Regions from separate parts of the Anas platyrhynchos genome. Here region 1 is linked to region 2. Evidence: chromatin contacts called from public Hi-C data. All regions are on one chromosome and are shown on one strand. The core of a region is the stretch at or near the end of the contact, and the rest is flanking DNA. Distances in the headings are between cores, read along the strand shown. Region 1 overlaps SYNE2 (spectrin repeat containing nuclear envelope protein 2). Region 2 has its middle 14 kb from the start of SYNE2.

What was found. A called contact is a pair of places that touch in the nucleus more often than the background predicts.
Region 1: a Hi-C map of skeletal muscle shows a contact between it and region 2, with 3 times the contacts expected there. The contact joins two enhancer-like sites. A contact is called at or near these places in 2 of 8 Hi-C or Micro-C datasets (F1 follicle and skeletal muscle).

The regions. Positions count from the first base shown.
Region 1 is chr5:7,662,108-7,665,036 of IASCAAS_PekinDuck_T2T, forward strand. It overlaps SYNE2 (spectrin repeat containing nuclear envelope protein 2), which reads left to right. Exons shown (of 117, transcript XM_072038196.1): 86 at 744-899; 87 at 2,509-2,658. Among named protein-coding and RNA genes, the nearest start is that of TRNAL-CAG, 68 kb to the left of the region's middle. Within about 2 kb of position 1,549, at least 1 of the 8 cell types and tissues checked has an H3K27ac peak or open chromatin away from gene starts, as enhancers often do.
Region 2 is chr5:7,514,095-7,516,994 of IASCAAS_PekinDuck_T2T, forward strand. No RefSeq gene overlaps it. Among named protein-coding and RNA genes, the nearest start is that of SYNE2, 14 kb to the right of the region's middle. Within about 2 kb of position 1,282, at least 2 of the 8 cell types and tissues checked have an H3K27ac peak or open chromatin away from gene starts, as enhancers often do.

The DNA of each region.
Region 1 (2,929 bases), core at 299-2,798, 150 kb after region 2:
TTCTAGGAGTGCCTTTGCTATGGTAAGACTAGAAATAATCCATGCATCCAGAATTAGATGCCAGTGCTTGGGTGCCTCAGTGCCTAGAAAAGCCAGTGTGAATCATGCAGCATGGAAAAGACCAGGGGAAGGGCAGAATCCAAAAACACAAACGGAACCCTTGTACCATGTTCCTCTTTCATCTGTTCCTCTTCTGAGCTTGCAGGACACTGGGACAAGCTGCCCTCCCTGATGCAAAAAATGTTGATCAAACAGAATATTCCCAAATTTTTCTGACTCGGAAAGTCTCCAGAAACATTTCCAAGTGGAAAATTCAGTTCTTGCACAGTGATGAAAGTTTTGTGGGAGAAAAGGTTATCTTCTCTGTTTTCAAGGAACCACATTCTAGTATTTAGTGGATTCTCAGGGCTAAGACTGAAGATATGAGACTTTTCCCTTGCTTGTAACCTTGCTTGTCAGTAACTTTGTCAGTGGGTTCTAGGGCAAATGAGATTTTCATACTCTGTATGATCTTGCCAAGGTAGACAAGGCCCCCAACTTCTCAGATGCACAGTCTGCCAGCTTCAGATCCCACAATGCCTTGTTCCCTTTCAAAACATTTATATTCAAAATACTTTTTACATTTACATTCGAAGTATTATTTAAATAAAATACTGTAATCTCAAATTTAGTTATGGAAGGGGGAACCCTGTTTCTTCCCACCTCTAGATTTAAGTAAGTTAAAATATTTCTGTAACTTTCAGATACAAGACCTGGAACACCTTTTGGAAGATATTACTGAAAATGAGAACAAAGCACAGACTCTACACAACTGGCTGGAAGCTCAGAGTGATCGACTAAGATCTTTACAAACCCCAGAAAGTCTGATGTCTGCGCAGAACACATTAGATGATTGCAAGGTAAAGCATTATGTGTGGATTATTATTGTCCAAAACGTATGAAACACTTTGCTGAATCCAGCCTAAAGAGCTGCACAGATTTTAACAGAAAAACATGTAAAAGAAGTTGCTGTTTCCTAGAAGAGTAATACAGTGTAACGTCAAAGCATGGTAAGTTTTGGTAGTAAAGACCTAGACCCACCAATGATGTGAATTGCTTTTTTTTTTTTTTTCCTCCATTTGAAGACACACCTACTGTTGTTTCATGGTGTTTGGAATGTGCAGCAATATTATAGAACATATTCTGAGATGCCTTCAAAAGAGAGAGTTCTCTTGGTTCGACACAGCTATGGATAAAGCTATTGTTCCATTAATTTGAAGAGCTCTGTGGTGGTTATGTTGTGGGAACTGCACAGTCTCATTTGGAAAAGTAGTAACTGTCCATACTCCAGCACTAGAATGTAATTTCTGTGCACCAGCCTCAAGAATCTAGGTATACTTCGGTTTTGTTGAATTTTTCTAGGCACCGGGCTCCCTCAAAATTAGAACAGATGCAGCCAGCTAATAACTGAATCCTATTACTCTGGCAGTCTGCTGTTTTCGTTCAGTACAGTATTCCATTTCTATTTTTTTACGCTGAATATTTGTTCTTTCATTTCCATGGTTACATGTCTCTCTCTCATAGTAGGCTGCTATTATTCCCCAGAGTGTTCTGGTATACACTGAGTTACTCATCTCCCTGAAGCACTCTGAAATGCACTGAAGGGTCCAAATGGAAGAAAGGCACGGGGTATCTTTGACTAAAATACCACCCTACTCACAGCAAAATACAGTGCTGAGATTCAGGTGGCTAAGATGTTTAATTACAATTTTTTGCTCAATAAAAATGAGATCAAAATTTGATTATGTTTTGGGGACAGTAGTTGCGGGGAAAAGGTCATAACTTAATGTGTTGTATTACAGGGAAATGTCCGTAGTGTGTATGAGTATTTACTCATGCTGTGAAAAAGTCACTGATGAGCTTTATCCAGCATGTCAAGACTAAGAACCTTGCTGACTGTGTTGAGGAAGCTATTCTCCCAAGCATTTATTTTAGTGGTTTCTCTCCCATGAGAGAAAGTCTCTGACTAAGCAGGCAAGCAGAAGATAACTTTCTAGAAGTTTTTAGGATGTTGGGTACTTTTCTCCTATTGCAATGTCAGTTCCTATCTTCCTGGGTCTCCTGGAGCAGAGGAGGACCTGAACGCTAACCTGCCTGAAGAAAAGTTGACCTGCATTAATGTAAAAACTTTCTATGTCTGGAGAGGTACAGAGAGGCCTGCATAGTGGCTGAGGAATTAGTTCTTGCAGATTTCATTTCCAGGCATGATGTCCAGTGCTTATGCTGACACTAAATGGACTGGTTCTAGCTCCAGCTGCAGGAGACTGCCTAAAGCAGCTGCTGTCATTTTATATACCTGTAAAGAAGTCATTGTGAATCAGTTGTAAAATGGTGGTGGTGATGTATGGCTGAAGGGGCTGGTTTTAAAGAAGGAATGTTTATCTAAACTCCTCATATAGAAGAGTTTTTCTATAGTCTCATTAAAAGATCTAATTTATCTTCATTTTCTCTCTCTCTTTTTTCGTCTAGGACCTAGAAAATCAGCTTGCAACTAAATCCAAAATGCTCGATGAGCTCATACAGACTGTAGCTTTAAATGAAAGTGCAGAACAATCCCCGGAAGCTGCGCCTTTCAGGATAGCTGAGCTGTGTGAAATGAGGGACAACGTTGTCAGCCAGGTAAAGGGTTTGATTGCATTCAGATTTCCTCGTATACATATTCTTTCCACCAGTATTCTTAATCTTCTTCATGAAATGGCAGGAGCTGGTGCAAAAAAATTGTTAAGTATTCTTGAACTTAACCTTCCTAAGAACTTCCTTTTAAGTCTCTGTCATGCCAAAAGTTAATGTGTCCAAGGATGAGAGCAAGAAAAAGTCCACTTTCAAAGCAGTTTGAATACAGGGGGAGAAAGGACAGACCTACACCTGCAGTTTAAGAAAATAAAGAAAT
Region 2 (2,900 bases), core at 32-2,531:
TCGCCAGAACAGGAGGCTTAGCAGGTCAAGCTACGCAATTAGAGTAATTACCGATAAATGTTCAGTTTTTTAAATACGTCTGTACACACACCCCAGGCCTGATGGTCGCTACAGGTAGTAGGTGCATAAAATGTGCTGATCCCGGTGTCAAATAAATCCCAGCATTTATGAAATCACGCTGACAGAATTGCATCTGTGGAGCTAGAGGAGGAGGGGAGACATGTAGGAAAATATCCAGCAGCACCAGCATTGCCCTGGCTGGCACGGGGCTGGGAGGTTGGGATATGGGAGCAGGGAGCAAGGAAAACTAACCCAATATCTGGCTTGTGCACACTGCGACCTGCTCGGGGTCATGGGGCGTTGCTCTGAAGACACCTCATTTCATTCTTCTTCCTGCAGCACTTGGCCACAGAAAGCCCTTCAGGCGTCCCGGGGCAGGTACAGCGTGGGTGAGGAGAAACCTAAAGCAGTGGGATGGAAATTTGTGGCAAAAAATAAAAGGGACCAGGGATGAAAATTCTGGAAATGTGCCCTGTTTGTAGGGCTGTGAGGAGCAGCGTTCCCAGCCTCTGTGCAAAAGCTTTGTAATATTGCTTGGAGTAAGTTAGTCTGCTTTCCAGATGAAGGTAAAGAGAAACTTGTGTGAGAGTGAGAAGGCACACGCGAGCCTCCCAGGACACTCACCTTCAGCTTTCTGTGCTCATTTAAGTTAATTAGAATGAGGCTAATTTAGGGGATGGGTGTGGGTGTCTGTGTGTCAGAGTGCCTGGAAGCTCTGGCAGTGGTACACAGACTCAACCTTTCTGTTCACTGAATACTTCCAGAGGTGCAGCAGCTGAAATTCGGTGACCTGTCCCCACCAACACCTCCCACATGCCCAGATCCCTGCGTGACTGCAGGACACGTGCAGTGGGTCCTCTGCTCTCCGCAACCCCTCAGGCCCTGGCTGTACATTCAGTACAACTGCTTCATTCCTGTCCCAAAATGGGGGATTTATTATCAAGTCTCACCCACATGGGCACCAGAGGCATGAAGGAAGCCTCACACAATGCAGGTAGCTCAGAGCATTATGCTAGGAGATGTTCTTGTCTGCAGAACCCCTTGCTGACATAGGGACTCCGTATTTATTGTGCTTTACGGGGACAAGGTGGGGATGAAAATAAGCAAAAAAGGAGCTCTGCTTCTTGGCCACCTCTAGCGGGGAATGTGAGAGATTTCCTGACTCTCGGCAGCCAACTCAGTTATCAGCGTGAGCAGCTGTGCAGAAGCAAGGGGAGCTCTGCATTTGTGAGCTGAGCGATAACAGAGATGGAAAAGAGGAATGGGACCGAGAGGCGTTCGCTCAGCAATGCTCAGGCTGCCTGCAGGCTGCAGGGAGCTGCGAGGCACCAGCCAGTTCTAGTAGGATGGCAGCAGCCCTTCCAGCCTCCTCGTCTGTGCTGGGCAGGGCGCAGTGCCAGTGTGTGTATGTCTGCTGTGCGCCTGGGGTGGGTGCTGGTGTGCTTCTGCAAACTGAAAGCACGTACAGAAATTAACACTTATGGTAAGTCTGAAACACTGACACCCTTCTGCCCAAAGAAATGATGCTGGGAGGTGGTGTTCAGTCTCCAAATCTGCTATTCAAGACCAGAAGTAAATACTATAAGGCACTCCAGTGCTGGCATGATTGCCTGGTTGATGCACATTGCTATTTCCATGCAATTAAGTTTGCTCTACTCCAAGCAAACAAAACTTGGTGCGGATGGGATACTTTTGGCTTCTTTCAGCAGCTGAACCTTTGCTTTGTGTGAGGTTTTGCTGATGAAGTATCAGGTTGGTGTCCCAGTAAAGCCTTAACGAAGTATGCAACAGCAGAGGCAAACAAAAGAAAAAAAAAAAAGAAAAAGAAAAAAAAGAGGAAAAGAAAAAAGAAATAAAAGAGAAAAAAAGACATGGAGATGTAACAAGTAAAATCATGTATGGTTGCAAGGACATGAGGCACTGGGAACTGCTATTGAGGACAATTTGCTTTGAAAGAAGCTATTGCAGTGGAAATCACTTCAGAAACCCCGTCCCCTCCTGATGCCCACATCTCCTTGAGCTGGCCACAGGGTATGGATGAGGAGGGTGCAGCATCCCTCTGCATTTACATCCTGCTCCTCTCACAGGCAGGCAGGGGCCTTTCAGGGTCTGTGAGCTTGCTGCAGCCCTGAAAGAGGTATTGTGAGACACAGGACTCTTTATTCAGGGAGAGGCTTTATTGCCTATTTAATACACTTGCAGAGCAGAAAACATGAGTCAAGTATTTACCCAGAGATTTAGCCTGGACGCTATAGTAATCCTGAATAATCCCAACATTTTAAATTTGGTTTAGGTTTTAACCTGAACTGAGGAATGTTTTATCTCTCTGTGTAACTGAAATCATTATTGAAGGCTGTGATTAAACGTGGGGAGTGCACATTAATTTTTTCTTTGTTAAAAAAAAAAAAAAAGTCATGTTTTGTAAATTTATTTTGCATCCATAAGAATCTTCTTTTTAAGGAACTCCATAAATAAAGCGAAACTAGACATTTTCCTCTACATATTGCTAAAGCACGTGCCCTATTTGATTACAGGTTTGATTTAAGTCAAGGCAAAGAAGAAAAAAAAAAAAACAGGAAGTTTTCACAGGTTCACAAGCCATGATCTTTGCATAGCTCATGGGACTGATGTCCCCAGCACCTCTGCCTCACAGTCACCTTTTCTTGGGGAAGTCCCTGGTGCTGCCCATGGAAGCTGCTTCTGTCTTAATTTTTCTTATAGGAAATCTGAAACTCAGAGGCAAGTTGAATCAGAAAGGAGTTAATACAGCTTAAAGGCCTGACATACAATGGCATTTTCCAGGCAGGATGCTTATAGCTAGACCTTATGCAATTTGAGTT